2 separate regions of the Mus musculus genome follow, and region 2 is linked to region 1. Evidence: chromatin contacts called from public HiChIP or PLAC-seq data. All regions are on one chromosome and are shown on one strand. The core of a region is the stretch at or near the end of the contact, and the rest is flanking DNA. Distances in the headings are between cores, read along the strand shown.

Region 1 (4,415 bases), core at 857-3,356:
AAGTTACTCAAGTTCAGCTTGGAGCGTGAAAGGATCATTAAAACACACATACTCAGGATGTGGCTCAGTTGGTAGAGCATTTGCCTAGCAAAGTACCAAGCCCAGGTTCAATCCTGACCAGCAATTCATTTAAAAAACAAAACAAAACATAACAAAAGTGGGTGTGGCAACACACTACTGTAATACAAGCAGTTGCTAGAGGCTCCAGTCAGGAGTTCAAGGTCATCTTCAGCTACAGATTGAATTCAAGGCCGCATAAGACCTCGTCTCAAGACAACTAAGGAATTAAAAGTGCATGCTTGTCCTCTTGTTAACAGTGCAAATTTCAGGAAGCCAGACAGTCACTTCCCTTCCTAGAAGCTGAATCCTCAGCCCTGACTGGCGTCAGGCACCACTTGAGAGTCCTGATACTGTAGGGAACAAGAAATGAATCAAAAGGAAAATTACCTCTGCCTGAGACACTAATCATATAGGACATCTGCAGAATTGTAGAATTGTCTGTCTCAGGCCACTGGGCACCAGGAAGGGCTTTGGGGGCTCTACTCTGGGGGTCTCTGTGATGCTGCTGACCCTCTTCACACTTCCCTGGCTGATGGACACTGAGTTTGGACTTCTAGATTCTGCCTCCACCTTACAACTGATTTTATGTGTTTAGCCAGGCAGCAGCCCTGAGACATAGAATGCTTTGTCTGTGCAGAGAAAGCTGGACAGTCCAGCATCTCATGGAGAGGGTCACAGAGTGAGACAGGCAGGCTGCGGACCTGGGCTAGGCCACTTCCGGGCCAGCACTCCTAGTCTATGAATGCAGGCTCCTAAAAGTATGGACTAGAGGAAGCGCAGTTTCTACTGCCTGTATTCTGAGCAGCAAAAGCTCTGATGCCATATATAAAAGATCCGTCCATCTCTTGAGGATTGCACCCTCTTTTCCTTCCAGACCCAGAACCTGGAGCCCAAACCTCCAATGTAAAACTTGGGGTAGGTGCAAGGCCAGCTGCAGCTGTAGGTCTGTGCTGGGTCCTCTCACCTATTAGGGCCTATTAGGATCTAGGTCTAGAAGAGAGTTGGAACAGGGAGGAAGCAGTCAGTTCAAGGTGACTTGCCATCAGCAGAGAGGGTGCTGAGAAGTAGGATGGAGAGAGATTCCCAGGCCCATCACCACCCCGTGGAAAGTGAAAGTGCCAGAGAGCTCCGGATCCAAGGAACAAAGAGCAGCAAAGAGAAGCCCGCGCTCAGAGTGCGCAGCCCCCTCCCCAGGCTTACACGGGCCTCTGTCCTTCCTCTAAGATCCCAAGGGAAGTTTGGCTGGTCCAAGGTCAGTGGAGGCAGATCTGGGATCCCAGTCGGATTTATCGGTTGACCACACTGGGCCATCCTGGAGCAAAAGAAAGCTTGCCCAGAGGAAGCTGTCCGTCAGTGAGATCACCCATCCAGGGGTCTGTACCTCCAGCTCTCCCAGGTACCACCTAGACACCTGGGCCTTCCCGTTCCATAGGTACCTCCAGTAGCTCTGCAACTCCTCCCTAGTCCCGTCAGAGTTGCCAAACCAAGTAGTTTCCGGTGCTCCAGCCTCGATGCTCCAGTCAGGCCATGCAGAGAGGTGGGAACCGCGCCCCCAGGGCTGACTGAGTCAGGCCAACAGGGAGATATGCAGCGGGCGCCTCAAGCAAGGAGCAGAGCACTGAATTCAAGAAACTGAACGAACAGGGCCAACAAACCACCAGCCCAAGAATCCTCTCCCGGTCTCGGGTCACTCCTCCGAGCCAGGCAGATACCAGTTGGCCCTTCTGACCCCTTCCCATCGCCCCGCTACGCGCCGCGCGGGCCGCCGCCAACCAACGAGTCAGAGCGGCCCAGCGGCAGCAGAAGGGCCCAGCCTCTGCCTTTGTCCCGTTGCAGGTGCGGCCAAGCTCACCCGGCGTAGGGGAGGTTTGATCCACGCTCTCGGGAGACTCGGGTTCTTCCGTGCGCTCAGCAGCTTCGTCCCCGGCGCCGTCGGCGCGCGCCTCCACCGGCACCACCGTAAAGTTCGTGGGCATGGCTCCGTTAGACTCTGCTGTCCCTCGCAGCCACACGCTGCTCCAGAGCAGCCGCCGGACTCCGGCGTAGGGGCGGGGTCCGCCCGGCCCGCCCTTGCCCGCCACGTGACCTCACCTGCCCGCCCCCACGGCTCGGGAAAAGTTTGCCCGGGGCGGGGTCGGGAGGCTTCCGGAACGACCACGCCCACCAGACGCTCCACCCCTTAAAACTCCGCCCCTGTAGCCACAGTCTCAGGGTTGCCCCGCCAGAGCCCTGTACCCTCAAGGACTCGGTACGCACAAACCCAACCCCTAGAGGCCACCGCTGAATGAACTGCCCACAGATGCAGACCTCCCTCAGCATAAGAGACACCAGTTCCTCCCCGCAGGACCGCGTCCTCCTCCCATTCCTACTCACAACACAGGCTCAGAGCCCTCCCGCCCTCCAAGAGCCTGTCATTCACCACTTCCACAGCTTCAGTTCTTCCATTCTCATTCCAAACTCCCGTGGGGCTCTTCTCCCACCACCCCACAGGTCATGGCTCCTTTCTCTCAGTTTGCAGCTCCTCATCTCCACCAACGCTGGTGATCTGGGCCCAGGCCCTGACCAGGTCAGGCTGCTAACCTAGGCCAGGGAGTAATGGCCAATCAGGGGACGCTGTGCACCCTGGGGTTAAGTAATCCCACCCAAGAAGGTCACTGGGCTCTGGGACAGGCCTAGCCAGCCAAGCCCGAGACTCTTTGTACCTGCTGGCAGGAGTGTTCCACGATCCAACCTGGGGAACCCTTGCAGCCCAAACTTGGAGGGTGGCAGTTCCTCCCTTTGGCTCCAAGGGCAGGTAAATTCCGAAGGTAGTAGTGACAGGAAGATCCGAGCAAAGAGTTCCAGAACACCACATGGTGGAAGTCACAGATCTTCCGGAATTTCAGGACCTTGTGCATTTTCAATGAAAGACTGGTGAAAAACTGGAAACAAATATTCTTCAAGAGAGAATGGAACTAAAATGTTAGGGTATCATACCCAACACATCCTACAAAAAGCCATAGCCCCCAGGTGCAACAAGTCACCCAAAACTGTTTTAGATGGTCAAAGAGAAACACAGGTGATATGCCTAGAGCTGCTCACAACCTGTGGAACAGGGCCAGCCAGGTGGCCTGGCCCAGTTCAATCAGGGACACGGACTGGAAGGCAGCTGCCGGACCAGTGACACCGCTGGGATAGGCTGAGATACGGGAGTTAAAGGGATTTGCATATCCTACCGATGAGAATAAAACATTTTGAAACTAACTCAGAAAAGCCATTTCTGGGAAAGCCCAACTGTACCCAGTATGGCCGGCTTTCTGCCCTCTGCCAGGAAGGAGCTTGGGGGAAACATGGGCCACTCAGGAATGGCCTCTTATACAGTTTCCAGCTCCTATGGGGGATAGGGCACAACTTGCTCAGATCATACTGTCACCCCACCTCCCTCCAGGAGCTATCCATAGCAAATAGGGAAGGGCTATCACCTGTTTCCCCTGCTCAGCTGGACCTTAGGTGGAAATAGTGACCACCTTCTCCTCCTCAGAACACCCTCCAGACTGGCAAACACTTGAAACTTAGGCTCAGTAGGAGAGGGTTCCTACCATTTCAGAGACCCTGGTATCATACCCAACACATCTTACAAAAAGCCATAGCCCCCAGTCACTTTCCCTGCCCTCCCCCTCTATTGTTTTTAAAGACAGGGTCTCATAGCCCAGGTTGGCCTCAAATTTTGATATAGAGCCAAAGATGACTGAATTCTTGATCCTCCTGCCTCTACCTCCCAAGTACTGGGATTACATACATGTACAGACATGCCCAGCTATAGTCCTTTTTACAAATGTGCCTGTCTCTCAGCCCCATTTCTTCTGGCTGACTGCACACCAGCAAGGTCTATTACTGTGGCATGATATCCACAGGCTGGGAACTCAGACAACACTGAACGCTGTACCCGGTGAAGCTAAGGAAGATTATTGTCAATACACTCAGGTCCACTGGGAGCTTGAGTGGGGAGGGGGTGCCCTGTGAGCTTGGTGACTTAGAGAAGGAAGAGCCCATGGAACAGGGCAGAGTAGCCTATGGGAATGTTTTAATCCCCACAAAGTTGAGATGCAAGGTTTCCATCAGCGCAGTATGGAGAGCCTCAGGACCAATGTCGCACCAGGTATTTTAACTTGAAAGAAAGTAAGCAGCGCGCACAGAACCAGTGGACAGGCAGTACATCAGCTACCACACCTCCCTACACATGTGAAGGATGTGATGTTCTGCTGACTCCAAGGATTACCAAAAACGGAATGAAACTGTACTTTATACCTGCTCCAGACAGGACCCCAAAATCTGATGCATAAATACTCAACCTATGAAACTACATTTTTCTTGAC
Region 2 (4,415 bases), core at 1,210-3,709, 590 kb before region 1:
TTTAGTCAAGAAAATAATTTTCAGCTGTATGTGCTGCACAGCATGGCATCCTATGTGATTTCAAGAAGTCACAGTGTTGTGTGGGAGGGAGGCATGTCTCAAGTGAAGTACAAGTAGAATGTAGTGATTTTTCCCTTCATGTTTAGATGTGTGGTTGTTGTAATGATTATTATCTTGTGTGTCAACATGACCAAAAAAAGGCATCTCAGCATGCCCAGCTAATTGGTTAGACATCATTCGAGGAGTGCCTGAGAAGTGTTTCTGTATGATGGTAAGCATTTGGGTGCCTATACTGATTATTTATAATAAATCAAATGTCATTTTACTGCACACATACCATCACAAACCCTAAAAAAATTACAGTTGACAATGAGCTACACATAAAGCAGTTCCACGTTAATATTGCTTAATGTCAGAGCAGGCTCAACTCACTCTTGGATTTACATAAAATTGGAATCCCCTATCAATACATTTGTCAGAATCTGTCTCCACTGTTAACTAAGTGATGCATGACTGTACATGTTTCTTATTGGTTGTCTCTGTAAGACTTTAATACAGTTGTACAGAGATAACAATAAAACAATAAAAGTGAATCCACAATAGACATTTGCTTTATATGACCTGGGGTTTGAAGAATGAGCAGTTTTCTACAGACAAAAATCAAAGAAAATCTTTTTACATGAGGATCATGATCAGGATTACAAAAATCCCTTGCTTCATATTAGGGTATAACTCACAAACTAGGCTGGATACCAATATTAATATAAATTTACTAGTTTACAAACTACCCATATTAGCCAGGCATGTTAGTGCATGCTTTTAATCTCAGAATTCAAGTTGGCAGAGGCAGGCTGATCTCTTTGAGTTTGAAGATAGTCTAGTCTACATAGTGGAGAGCCAGGTCTATACAGAGAGTCTCTGTCTCAAATAAATAAAAATAAAATAAAAAGTACCCATATTCGATGGGTGTTCTCATACTGTAAAGTCATAAAAACATTCAGCTTGCTTATATGTACAAATACAATAAACACAAAATAGTTAACCAAGATCCATGTAAGAAATACGTAATTCAACCCAAATTTTGAAAGTTTTAGTGTTTTTAACAAACCTTGTTTAACATGTTAAGATGCACAATAATGAACAATAAATATATAACCATAATACATGGCTCAGAATGTAACGGTTTATAGGAACTATAGAATTAATACGTATGACGTATGGTAGATGCCTAATTTAGAAATATGTATGTGTATATACATATATATATATGTATGTATGCACACACACACATACACACACTAAAAGCAGGCAACTTTCAAAAACCTCCTACTATGTATAGCCATCCATCAGATATCTGATGGGGAGCCCCATCTCATACCAAAAGCCTTGAAGATAGCCAAGGCTCCCATATACAATGCTGTATTTGAATATAATCTGCTCAATACTTTATCTCTAAGTCACCGATACCTAATAAGGTATAAAGGCACTTAAGTAGTTCATCTGTTTTATTTTCCCCCTTGTTAAAAAAAAAGTCTGTACATACTCCGAACAGACACATTTTCCCCAAATATATTTTATCTGCAGTTGGTTGAACCCACCAACGCAGAACCCTTGTAGGGTAAGCTGTCATATTTATTTCCTCTGCACCAACAACATCCATTTTGGGGTTATAAAGTTCAAGGAAATAATTCAAAATATAAAGTGTTGTGCATGAATATATTCCATATTTCCTTATTTATTAATAAAAAAACAAAGAAATAAAATGGGAACGGTTCATTGTAAACTTAAACAATTCAAAATAATGGTCATAAAGATTGTGCACCAAGAGGAAAACCTTAATCTAATATTAACTGAAAATTCAGGAAACAATTACGATTATTGGTTTACTTTTTATGCTATTTAATTCCACCGAACATTTCAGCTATACTCACTAGAAAAATAGAAAAACTATCTGAAAGTGATCAAATGAGAGCGCGTTTGCAATATGGGATGCTAGCCACGATCTAAGCAGCTTTCAGGATGACAACAGGCCGGGCCTCCAGCTTCCCAGCTGCTGTAACGAAGACGAAAGCTTTGGATATAGTTTCTAGTTCAGTATCCTGGCTTTTACGTAGCCCAGTGCAGCTAGCTGCTCCTTGTCCAGCCACCAAGACATCATTCCTACCTACTCTAGAAGTCCAGGGCAGTATGTACCCCCCCCCCCCCCCATTAGTTGAGATTCAAGCGCCCAACAAAACGGGCTCTTATGGAGCTTGCGATCTCCGCCCCAGGACCCTACTTCCATCTCTCCAGATCATCCGACCCTCTCTGTTTTGGCAAACAAGAACCACCCGAGAAGCACTTTAAAGACATTGGCACCTCACTTACCCCTGGAGCAGAGCCCATCAGCGTTGCTGCCACCCTACCTCAGACGTGTTGCCACCGCCGCGTTTACAGGGCGCAGGCGCACCACCACTCACGCGAGCCAGGAGGGGCGTGTTGCGCAGGCGCAGAATCTTCCAAGCCCGACACCCGCGCGACTCGGTGCGCAAGCGCAGTCTGTCGCTGGGGCTTGCGGGAAGGCAGACATGGCCGGGGTTGGCGCAGTTTCGAGGCTTCTTCGCGGGCGGCGCTTGGCGTTAACTGGGGCGGTGAGTTAGTGCCACGAAATGGCAGGCGCTAGGAGTGCGCCACGATTCCACCCGAGTTGGCCTGAGTCTGGGAAGGTGCAGTGGGCCGAAGCCGACTGCTTTCCGGCGAAGGTCACGACCCCGAGGTCGCGGGCGTGGAGTCTGGCCTTCCCCGTCTTGGTCTAGCGAAGTTCTCCAAGGTTAAAGGGAGGGACCGGCCTGTTGCATTCTGGATGCGGACGGGTCTGCGAGTAATCCGTTGGTAGTCTGGGTGTCGACACTAAGACTTATAAGTGATGAGCTTACAGGTTTTGTGTAGTGGCCTTAGCTACTGTTTTTAAATATCAAAGAGATATTTGAAGATACCAGGTGAGACTTCTGCACCGTGTTCATCCAGTCTTGCGACTTCTTTTTGCATTTGAAGAGGTACACAGTGACTCAGGGTTGCAGGGGTCTGATGTTGGCCTCCCAGATTGTCAGATCTTGTCTCAGTGCACTCTTTGCCGGTCACCTGTTATTCGTCACACTCCTAGGGTTTTATTAACGTAAACTAAATTTGACAGGTTGGGTTCTTTAAAGTTCTGTCTCACCTACCTACTTAACAATTTAATTACAAAGTAAAGGCCCTAAGACATTGAACAGTATCGACTTGCATTGTGCATCAAATTATGGCTGCAGTTGTCTATTTTCTGAAATAGATATTAAAATGCATGTTCAATGAAATGTTCAAGGGTTAGTTGGCAGCTATTCTTGCAAGGCCAGAAGGCATTTTCAAACCTTGATAATTTCTGTGATTTGTATTTGCTGCCACAAACTCCTACTTCCACCTCTATCCCTTGGGCTCTGCAAGAAGGGTTTTAAGTCCTGATCATTGAAGCCCTTTACAGGAGATAATAAGTCAGCCACCTATAATTGTAGCAGAATTCTTTTGTAGCAGAAATAGGTGAGCCCACCCCATGCCCAGGATTCACTCCACACACTCAAGGAAAAAAAAAAAAAATAATGATAGTCTGAGCCCAGCTCTGGCTAATGCCCAAAAGGAACAGTCAAGGATAGAAGATTTTTATTAACTTGTATACACCTTAGGTTTATGCTTACCACATATGTTGGCATCCTTAAATTCCTTTCCTATTCCAGATCCAGTTTATGCTTTGACCAGTTTAGACAGAGACAGGAGACTGCAAGTCTGGCCACTTAGGCAGGTGGGAGATTTGCACAGCAAAGGTATTTTTCATTGCCTGAATTGTTTTTAAGTGCATCTTTATTGTTCCTGCCTATGGGCATCTCGTCCAGCTGTCAGAATTAGGCTTTGTTAAGAAGAGAAGTGGAGCTTTATGGAATACCATATTTAAAGTTTATTGTCACCCGGGACTGCCTTCTAGAGGAATGGTCTTTGAAAGAGAAATGGGCTTACTAGTTGTAATTCGGTTTGTCTCCTTTGTTAAGGGAAAGAGTCTAATGGCTGCTCAATCCTGCTGAAGAAACATTTACATCCTAGAATCCTTAATTTTACTTATGTCCAACAGGCCTGGTGTCTTAGTCAGGGTTTCTATTCCTGCACAAACATCATGACCAAGAAGCAAGTTGGGGAGGAAAGGGTTTATTCAGCTTACACTTCCATACTGCTGTTCATCACCAAAGGAAGTCAGGATAGGAACTCAAGCAGGTCAAAAAGCAGGAGCCGATGCAGAGACCATGGAGAGATGTTCTTTACTGGCTTGCTTCCACTGGCTTTCTCAGCCTGCTTTCTTATAGAACCCAAGACTGCCAGCCCAGAGATGGCACCACCCACAAGGGGCCTTTCCC

What was found. HiChIP or PLAC-seq counts read pairs in DNA pulled down with a chosen protein or histone mark.
Region 2: a contact with region 1 is called in an H3K27ac HiChIP or PLAC-seq map of epiblast stem cells, with 4 times the contacts expected there. The contact joins the promoter of Ccdc127 here to the promoter of Slc12a7 in region 1. A contact is called at or near these places in 1 of 39 promoter capture datasets (cranial neural crest), 1 of 484 Hi-C or Micro-C datasets (embryonic stem cells) and 1 of 115 datasets of contacts at active chromatin or transcription factors (epiblast stem cells).

The regions. Positions count from the first base shown.
Region 1 is chr13:73,761,388-73,765,802 of GRCm38.p6, reverse strand. It overlaps Slc12a7 (solute carrier family 12, member 7), which reads right to left and starts at 2,106. Exons shown (of 24, transcript NM_011390.2): 1 at 1,913-2,106. The coding sequence starts at 2,036.
Region 2 is chr13:74,348,361-74,352,775 of GRCm38.p6, reverse strand. It overlaps Ccdc127 (coiled-coil domain containing 127), which reads right to left and starts at 2,459. Exons shown (of 3, transcript NM_001168659.1): 1 at 2,368-2,459. It overlaps Sdha (succinate dehydrogenase complex, subunit A, flavoprotein (Fp)), which reads left to right and starts at 2,536. Exons shown (of 15, transcript NM_023281.1): 1 at 2,536-2,630. The coding sequence starts at 2,568.